3 separate regions of the Zea mays genome follow, and regions 2 and 3 are each linked to region 1. The links are chromatin contacts, called in public Hi-C maps. All regions are on one chromosome and are shown on one strand. The core of a region is the stretch at or near the end of the contact, and the rest is flanking DNA. Distances in the headings are between cores, read along the strand shown. Region 1 holds the start of LOC100281339. Region 2 holds the start of LOC103631300 (transmembrane 9 superfamily member 7). Region 3 holds the start of LOC100278531.

What was found. A called contact is a pair of places that touch in the nucleus more often than the background predicts.
Region 2: a contact with region 1 is called in a Hi-C map of ear, with 2.1 times the contacts expected there. The contact joins the promoter of LOC103631300 here to the promoter of LOC100281339 in region 1. A contact is called at or near these places in 3 of 25 Hi-C or Micro-C datasets (ear, leaf and tassel).
Region 3: a contact with region 1 is called in a Hi-C map of bundle sheath, with 3 times the contacts expected there. The contact joins the promoter of LOC100278531 here to the promoter of LOC100281339 in region 1. A contact is called at or near these places in 2 of 25 Hi-C or Micro-C datasets (bundle sheath and ear).

What each region holds. Positions count from the first base shown.
Region 1 is chr6:114,597,066-114,600,273 of Zm-B73-REFERENCE-NAM-5.0, reverse strand. It overlaps LOC100281339, which reads left to right and starts at 1,654. Exons shown (of 4, transcript NM_001154257.1): 1 at 1,654-1,921; 2 at 2,030-2,736. The coding sequence starts at 1,876. LOC100279268 (RNA-binding (RRM/RBD/RNP motifs) family protein) reads left to right here. Exons shown (of 6, transcript NM_001152289.1): 6 at 1-598. The coding sequence ends at 186.
Region 2 is chr6:114,414,513-114,417,720 of Zm-B73-REFERENCE-NAM-5.0, reverse strand. LOC103631300 (transmembrane 9 superfamily member 7) reads right to left here and starts at 1,711. Exons shown (of 13, transcript XM_020540054.1): 1 at 1,698-1,711; 2 at 1,502-1,550; 3 at 800-970. The coding sequence starts at 1,711. It overlaps LOC100282598 (vacuolar ATP synthase subunit B), which reads right to left. Exons shown (of 15, transcript NM_001155506.2): 11 at 2,653-2,735; 12 at 2,411-2,458; 13 at 2,281-2,334; 14 at 2,090-2,173; 15 at 1,443-1,964. The coding sequence ends at 1,779.
Region 3 is chr6:114,463,898-114,467,105 of Zm-B73-REFERENCE-NAM-5.0, reverse strand. It overlaps LOC100278531, which reads right to left and starts at 1,667. Exons shown (of 1, transcript NM_001151775.2): 1 at 388-1,667. The coding sequence starts at 1,324. The coding sequence ends at 644.

The DNA of each region.
Region 1 (3,208 bases), core at 405-2,904:
TCCATGTATGGAGGTCCATATGGTGCCTACGCGGCATATGGTGGTGCCTATGGAGGTGGTGCATATGGTGCTCCAGGAGGGTATGGCGCGGGAGGATATGGCAGCTACGGTGGGGCTGGAGGCATGGGTGGTGGTGGCAGCGCTGGTGGTCGGGGCTCCAGCAGATACCACCCTTATGGAAAATGATAATCCATTCACTGCCTTTGCCTTCCTCTAGGATCTGATAATAAAGCTATACATTCCCACCGAGAAAATGGAACATTCCATTCACCTTGTTGAATCAGCGGCATCTGAACATTTTTTTCCTGGAACAAAGATTCTAGTCTGTAGTCGCTGAACCCTGAACTGCCTCATCCCACCCCCACCCCCTGAGCTTTCTGTAGAAGGTGCAGCTCAAATTCTCGTAGGCATGAGCCTTAGAAGACCCTTGAAACTACAAGCTTTGTGGTAACAATATGGTGTCATGGAACATATGTATTTTGATGTAAAACATTCGCTCACTGACCAGTGACTTCGCCATCTCTGCTTATGTATGTAGAGAAGCTTAGCAAAGGATTGGACTGATACTATTGAATTGTGTGGGTTTCTATTTGTCTCCATTCTGATCTGAATGCGTGTTATCTCGTTTCAAAATTCTGTGTTGTTGCTATCCATTTTATGATAGCTGGAGCTATGTGCCTATGTGTGGTTGTCTCATTACTGGTGTTCCAAGTTTTATGATAGCTGGACCTATATGTGGTTGTATCATTATGCGACTTTAATCTGGCTGTGGCGTATTTTATCTCTATGGATTGGATTGCAGCTGCAGTCCAAACAGCTGCTGCAGCTGTATTGATGAACTGATTTCACTGGTCAATCTATCACGGTTCAATAAGAGGATGATTGGCAAGGGCAGTGTCATGCGGTCATGATAGCGATTGCCAGTTTCAGTCTCCAATTTGTCGGACCGCGTGTAGAGCTGGTACAGCCCCGACGATGTCTTGACCTTCGAATATACTAAAAGTGAAATTCGAGTTTGTTGATCGGTTCGGATGTACTATGAAATTCAAACTCGGTTCAGATGTACTATATGGAATTCAAGTTTTATATTTAGGTGAAAGGCTACGCGGAGATTTGTTTCTAGAGATTCCGAGACACGCAGACAGGAGGATCGAAGTCCAAACGCTACCAGTCTACTGCACTGTCTCTCGTTCTTCCGGCGAAGCCATGGTGTCGACATCGTTGCTCCATGCCTGGAGCCGCACGCCTCAGCACTCAACTCGCCGCGCCCGGTCTGCAGAGACCTGTTCGTTGTCGGGACCCTCCCCGCCATCCACAGACTCAGCATGCCCCCGCAGCGTGCCCACTCCGCGTGCTGACATCTGCGCCGCCGTATGATTCGATCGGACGGCGGGCCGCGTGGGATGACAACATTCTCGTCGTGTGGCGGGTCCCGCTAGCCTCGCCGACGTCCCGAGGTGAGTGAGGAATCACGCCTCTTCTCGCGCGTATAAAAACGATTGATGGAGGCCGCTGGTTATTGTAAGAATCCATCGATTGCTCGAGAGAGGGATATCTGTTTCCGCATCGGCAGCGTTCTCTGCAGCGGCGATGCCGCTCCTCGAGGTGCGCGCCACCTTCTCCCTCCCATCTCGTCCGTCCCCTACGAACCTCGTGGCGCGGCCCTAATTTCGCCGCGTGTGCTCTGCACCGTCGCGCTTTCCTGGGCCACATTGCTTATCTTCTCGCTGCTATTATTCCTTTCCCTTCCAAATTTGGGTCGTGTTAATTCCTCCGTTGTCGTTAGTTTCCCCTCCATTTACGCCGCTGAATTGCGAGGCGGAATCGCAGTTTTTTTTGATAATTCAGTTGTTGCGTTGCTATGAATCGTAGGAGATGATGGAATCGTCGTACATCCGCACGTACCTGCAGCAGATGGCAGGTAAGTAGGTCAACAAATTGATTCCTCTCGTGGTCGTTGTGTGATTTTGACGCGACATGCGTTGCGTGCATGTATCTCTCTGCTCTCTCGGTGCCTCGGTGGTAGCAGCGTCGGTCTCCACGGCGAGCTGCGACCCGTCTAGCGGCGCCGATGAGGTGGAGTGCCGCGACGAGGCGGCGGCGCTGAGGCTTAAGATGGTGTTCGTCGTGGCCATACTCGTCGCAGGCGCGACCGGCGTCGCGATCCCGCTCGTCGGCCGCCGCTGCCACGGGCATGGAGCCTCCTCCTCCTCCTCCACCGGTGGGGCGTTCGTGCTCGTAAAGGCGTTCGCGGCCGGGGTGATCCTGGCCACGGGCTTCGTCCACATGCTGCACGACGCGGACGAGGCGCTCACGGACCCTTGTCTCCCCGCCGCGCCGTGGCGCCGCTTCCCGTTCCCAGGGTTCGTCGCCATGCTCGCGGCGCTCGGGACGCTCGTCTTCGACTTCGTCGGCACGCATATGTACGAGCGCAAGAAGCACCACGCCGATGCGGAGGAAGCCGCCGTCGTCGTTGGCAATGCCAGTGCCAGTGCCAATGCGAGCGGCCACGACGTGATCGTTGCGCTGCTACAGGACGGCGCGCTCGTGGCGAGCACTGGCAGCAGCATTGGGAGAGACGGGGGAGGCCACAAGGACCCCATGCACATCGTGGGGATGCACGCGCATGCCGCAGCACATAGGCATAGCCACGCCCACGGGCACGGCCCATGTGATGACTGTCACGATGGGCATGATGAGGAGCCGTCCCAAGCTCGTCATGTGGTCGTCTCCCAGGTACTGTGCGTTTCTAACAAAATGTACTCTGTTCTCAAAACACACAACAAAAATACATATTTCAATTGCATGATGAAATGATGGTACTTGCTCAATGCCCAACTTCATGAGGAATTGTTACTAGAGAGTGACAATATAATGTGGCATGCATGTTGGAGTTGTGGTCAGTTTAAAATTTTGGCCCATGATAACCTAGAGTGGAAACATGTATGACCAGCTAGAGCCGCTATTTTTTTTAAAAAGGAGAAATTGTAGCGTAAGCATTAGGGCTTGTTCGGTTCTACCCCAATCCATATAGATTGAGGGGGATTGAGGGAGTTTTAATCCCTGGTAAGTCAAAATCTCTTCCATATGGATTGAAAATAACCTAACAAACTCTTAATGGGAACACCACATACGCCCCTTTAGCATGCCCCTTTAGCATGGCTCTTTCGATGGCTCTAGCTCGGACTCATGGTGAAGCTCTACCAAA
Region 2 (3,208 bases), core at 462-2,961, 180 kb after region 1:
CAAGATGAACTCTCTTTGCTACTAGCTATAATGATTCTTGTGAAAAAAAAACTTAGCTATAATCATACAGTTTGAACTAAATACTTCCAAATTATATCAAAGTAACATTCAGATCTAATCAAGTCCACCATTATGAGCCACTGGAATGCCAGGTCTTAATGAAACCAACTGAAGGAAACTGCAGCATGTGCAGACTTGTGAGTCATGAGTGACAAGTGATCTATTCTACCCCATACACCAACTAGCTAATGAAACTTGTTGTCAATGTCAAAGACAAAATGACACGATAAATTGAGCATCAACATGTACAAGAAAAACATTGTATGCATAATCAAGCATACAGATAGATAACAAACATGAAAGCACCAGAAACATATTTCCCCAAAAAAATATGTAATTATCGAGACCACCACTGCAAGGTATCCAAAATGCAAATCCTACGCTAATGCCCTCACTGCATCGAAAAACACATGTTACCCGTACCGCCAACGAAAAGGCGGGCGATCAAAGATAGGATGGGGGCATGGCGCGCCGCATCACTTCTTCCCACGCCGAAACACGTAGACACACCAATGTTGACATCCATCCTTCCATACTTCGTATCCCTGAACCCTAAACCACGCGCCTACCCGCTACTCCCCCGCGCATCCCGAAAGCAAGATCTGAGACTGATCATCCAAACACTGCCAGATCCGCGGGCGCCAACAGCCGCGAGGGAAGACCTAGCCTTGGATTCGACCGGGAGTGGAAGCGGAGAAACATGCGGGCGAGAAGCCGGGGAATGAGGTCGATTGATCACCTTCTGGAAGTTATGGGGAGCGACGCCGGGGAGGACGCGAAATAGAGCGCGGCGGCAGCGATTAAGATGAGGAGGTGGCAGGGGCGCGGGCCTCTGTCGTGGGTCGCCATGGTTGGCGTCCCGGAAGCGGATGGGTGGAGAAAGGAGTGTGATGAGCAAGGGAGGCGCTGGCTGGTGAGGAAGTGCGAGTAGTTCAGTAGACGGGACAAGCGGGCCGAGGGAGCTGTGATTATACGAGCACCATTAATCTATGGAATTGGATGATAGTGAGTCACTATATCAAGTTAAAATTTATCGTAATACACTTTAATACACATAAAATTAAAATAACCGAATAATACCTAAAACATATAGAATTAAAATAACCGAATAAGGACTAAAAAATTTGAAATCTCTTCCGTTCCAAAAGTATTTAATTAAGGACAGACTATGTACTCCAGCTGTGGTTGTGGCTTCTACAATATTTTATCTCTACTGATTGCCGAGTATGAACAGCTGCAGCGGCAGTGCCAGCCGAACAGGTTAGTCCGTTTTTGCTAAGAAAAAGCATTTTCTTCTCTTCACGTCAAAGAATTCTCATCAAAACTGAGCCCTCAGATAACAACTTCGCACACATTAGACAGAACTTCTGGTGAGGCAGTAGCACATATTTCGCAGCAGTTTATTGCCCCTTCTTTATTCACCATTCACAAATGTACATACAGCCAGTTGTGTTCGAGCATCCTGGTCCAGAATGCTCTTGCTAACAGTTCTGGAAGGTGAAAGAAAACAAATAACTGAAATTTAACCATAGTCCACAGATGACACAATATCACAAATATTGCCGTGACCGCGAGTCATCTACGAAAAACTTGCGCTCATCAACAGAAAAGAATTGGACCTGACTACACATAAATACAGGGAAAAGGCCATGAAGCCAATCTGTTCAATTTATTCAACACTTGCCAAACTATTGGAACACTGATCAACGATCAGTGATTCAGTGGGAGGCATCTCTGCTATAGTACTGGTCCAAGGTCTTCGCCGGGATACGGTGGAGAAGTTCGCGAGGGAAGATCCGAAGCAATGTCCATGCAAGATCTAGTGACTGGAAGATGTTCCGTGTGTCGTATGCTCCTTGTGTCACAAACTTCCTCTCAAACTTGTCAAGGAACTCTAAGTAAAGCTGAGCAAGAAGTAACAGAACATTAGGTTTTGGACATCTGAAAAAGAACTAACTTAGGGCTTGTTCGGTTACGTCTGCACGCAACCCGAACAAGCCCTTAGGAATTTATTTCACTCGAAACAGACCAGATCCTCAGACGAGAGTGCCTCCTCTCCAACGACTGCCTTCATGGCCTGAACATCCTTTCCAATTGCGTAGTTGGCATAAAGCTGAAAGAGAAAACAGCAGATGTCAATTCATCTTGCACATCATGTCTGAAGGGTAGCAAAGACTATGGACTCCCTTATCAAAAATAACATGGACTCATAGTATGTACCTGATTAGACACATCCGAATGGTCTCTACGTGTCATGCCCTCACCAATAGCACTCTGCAGGAGTTGTTAAGTGGTTCTTACAACTAACCTTCAACATAAATGCTGAAAACATACAGAAAACTTATCTTACCTTCATCAATCGAGATAGAGATGGCAGGACATTGATAGGTGGATAAATCTGAAATAAAATAAAATGTGATCACATCAACACAGATAAGCTATCAAGGTAGTAAAAAATAAACAAATACTTCATATTCTATATCAAATATGAGAAAATAAGAAATGCTAAATTTAGTTATAAATAATTCCAGACCTGCCGCATGTGAAGGTATAACATTAGATAACTCAAGAATAAAAGACAAAGAAAAGCACCTGTCTGTTATGGAGCTGCCTATCAATGTATATCTGTCCCTCAGTAATGTATCCAGTAAGGTCCGGAGTTGGGTGTGTGATATCTGTTTTAGGAGTAGATTACAATATTAGCCATGGTATACTTGCGTTAAATGGCCAACAATTTTTTTCTCCTCGAAAACACAGGAGAGCTGTGTTTTATTATATTAAGAAGCAAACAAGGTCCTGAAATGGGCCGCTACAAATGGGTGGCAATTTACGGCAAAATCGCCAACAAAATGATATAGATGGTAAATAAATCATGAGGCCAACATGCTATAAATGGTCCATTTTGGACGTTTTCTTTTCTGGGATATATCAATGTAACTGTCCAGACGTGTGGTTAGATATAGTTGTGTTATTTATGAGCTTGTTTTTATTTAATATCAACTATATATTGCACCGTTCTATGTACTTGTAGCCAGTTCAATTCAATCCAAAACTATTGAACCGGCAGTTGAATTGGTCCTTGACTTTATTTTTGAAAGGGGTTCTCGACAGTTGAGCCAGTGAAACAGTGGACTACGTCCTTGCTGGT
Region 3 (3,208 bases), core at 418-2,917, 130 kb after region 1:
ACCTTAGTGTATACATGTTATATACTTAAATTTATATTAAAAATACTTTAATATGATGCTTAATTTGTATTTGTTGATGTCATGTTTTAAAAGACTTTGCCAAAAATATATACATCTTATTTTATGGGACAAAGGGATGAAGTGATTATATTTTGAAATATATCTTACTATCTCAATCAATGTTGGTTTACATATTTTGTAAACTGTGGTTGGTTCGCATATGATATATTCCCATTAAACTAGCATGTAGGGGGGAAGTAACTGGCTACACGGTATGGTAGAGAATAAAAGTGTGTTCTTGACTCTTGACTACTGACGCCACGTACGGAGCTGTTGCTAGCTATGCATGCATCGCTTTGTTTTTTTTTTTTTCTTTCTCCCGAGTAATTAATTGGCCCTTGATATCTACTCGGCCAAATCAAAAATTGGCGTAGGCCTGTGTAAACATGAACGGAGGGAGTGATAGAACTCTCTCTATTTTTGCACTTAGATTCCAATCCATTACTGCCTCTGTCTCTCCAGCACCGTTGACCATCTTCTTTGTTCGCGTACGTGTCCCATCTTCTCTGCCGATGCGCAGAGAGATAGATACTCCTGTTTTGATCGGCAAAGCCAGACTAGCAGTTGGAAGCCGGCTAGCTAGCTAGCTGCCGGACCCACGCGCATCGGCCTTGTTGACCTCCACCTTGAGCGACTTGAGGTACCTGACGGCCTCGTCGAGGACGGCCGCGGGCGTGTCCATCCGGTCGCCACCGGGGATGATCCCCTTGAGCGTCCGCACCATCTTCTTCACCCGTTCCTTCTTCTTCTCGCCGCCGGCCGGCGCCTCGTGCTTCCGGCCGCCGCCGGACGAGCACGTGGAGTCCGGGGAGCCAGCGGCGCGGCACCCCGGCGTGCGGCCCGTGCTGAGCACGTCGTCCTCGTCGTCGTCGCCGCCGCCGTCCTCCGTGCTCATCAGCGCGTCGATCTCGTCGGTGTCCTCCTTCTGCCGGACCGAGCCACCGCTGCCGCCGCCGCCGTGGTAGGCGCTCTCACCGGAGTAGTAACCCTGGTGGTCGAAGTTGTCGGCGGGCAGAGAGGGGTGGTACATCACCCGGCTCCGGTCGTACGTCTGGTCGAAGATGACGTAGTTCCTGGGGCAGGTGTCCGACGGTTCGAACTCCAGCCCCGTGAGCAGCGGCTGCCTCCGACCCGCGAGCGGGTCCTCATAGGCAGCGGCAGGGTACCGGTCGTTCGCAGGGTAGTACCCGCCTCCGCCGCCGTTGCCGGCGACGTCATAGCCGTACCCGTAGCCGTAGCCACCGTACCCCGGGTCTCCCTGCATTGGAACCACTCGCGCTGCGCTAGCTGGCTGCTTGATCTCTGGCCGTGTGTTTGTTTGCGGATCGCCTTTGATTGCACGAAAAGACAGACACCACACCAATGGAGGGTGAGCAATGGAACGGGATCGGACAGCAGGCAGGGAGGGAGGGAAGGACTGGTGAGCACAGGGTTTTGTTTTATACTACTTGTGTGCGTAACGGATGAATGAACAGCGATGGTGGTGGTGGGTTGGAATGGACGCTCTCATGCTAGCTCCCTCCGACCCTCCGGCCGGTAGTCCGATTGGTCGCTCGCTCTCCCGGTCTCCTGTTGCGCGTTTCCTTTTGGAGGCACTCCTTTTGAGTGTGGTACAGCGAGGAGGAGGACGGAGGAGGAGGGAGACGAAGACTGGGACGATGTGGAGGGAGCGGCGGGGCGAGCGCGAGCAGCACTGATGGCCTGGGATTCAAACGAATGGATGGATGGATGGATGGGGGCGCGCGCGGAGCTGGCGAGACGGCGTGCGCACTCGATGGGTGCTCTGCCTGTGGGTGCGCGTGCCGCTTCCCACCGTGTCAATGGAGGTGGGCATCGTGGCAGAGCCATCCACGCCCAACCCAAACCTCGCCAGCACGGACGGAGCAGGAGCAGGCTGGCGATGGCGAACTACTAGCACGCACGCACGCATGCACGCTGCCGTGCATTATGCGGCGCGCGTGGAGGGAGGGAGCGCACGGGGCCGCCGGCGTCGGATCGGCATCGTGCGCCGCAGGGCATTGCCGTTTTGGGCGCCGGGCCCCGCCACGCGCGTGGGCCATCGATGCCTAAGGACGCTTGGGCGGTAGGCCCGCGCTGAAGCAGCAGCGGGACAGCCCGGTCCGGCCCGGGGCTGTCCATCATGCTGCGCTGCGGGAGTTGGGAGGATCTGTACTAGTTAGTACTCATCATGTGAATGCCCGAGATTTTTTTTAATAATTATGAGTTTTTTTAAAAAAATGATAAGCCAGTCAAACTTGAGCACAGTACTTTTAAAAAAAAACTTCAAAAACTGATATACAAAACCCAAATGGCTCGGTTAAAATGTATAGAGGTTGTACAGGGAGAATGGTTAGAAAGTAGGTGAAATAGGCAGAAGCGGAGGTATATAAATATGAGTACAATGCATGAATAGGGATATTTGAGAGGGGGAAATGGCTGGATTCACCCTTAAAACTCCTAGAAATTTAAGCTATATTGAATCTTTATAGGAATTAGTTCATTTCTTACAGGCAAATACAGGACCAGAAATAAAATCCTCCAGCGAGAGTAGGACACAAGAGTACAAGACGCTATAAAACAGCACGACAGAAAGGATGTCTTTGTAGTATATGTCAGTAGAGTGATCAGGCTATCATTGGATTGGCGGACAGATGTTAATGTTAATCCGAGCCCGTCCGAAGCACCGGATGCTGTCATGGCACCAGTGCGTGGCGCCCTCGTAACTCGCACAATCGCAATCCCAGCTGGGCAGGCTTCTGCTCTGGCAGACTGCCACTCGAGAGAGCCGCCCCCCGTGGCCGGGACGAGACCCCGCTCCGAGGGCGCACACTCCGCCTCGTCGGCGTGCCCCTGTCGGTCCGCCGTGTAAGCCATCAACGTCGTCAAGCGCCATCATCATACATCTGGCTGGCGACCGAGCGCCGGGCGGAGCGGACAACTGAGCCGAGTCCTCCAACAGCTCTCCGTTCCCCGCTCCGGCTCTGCGTCGAACCCGAGCGAGCACGCGGGAACGAATGGGTGGGAGTGCGAGCGAGCACGCATGGTAGGGGCCATGGCCATCCCCATCCGGGTGACGGCCGAGCAGCAGAGCATTGCGATTTGCGATCTCAACTTCTGTTTCAGCTCAACTCGGTCTCTTCTTCTATCT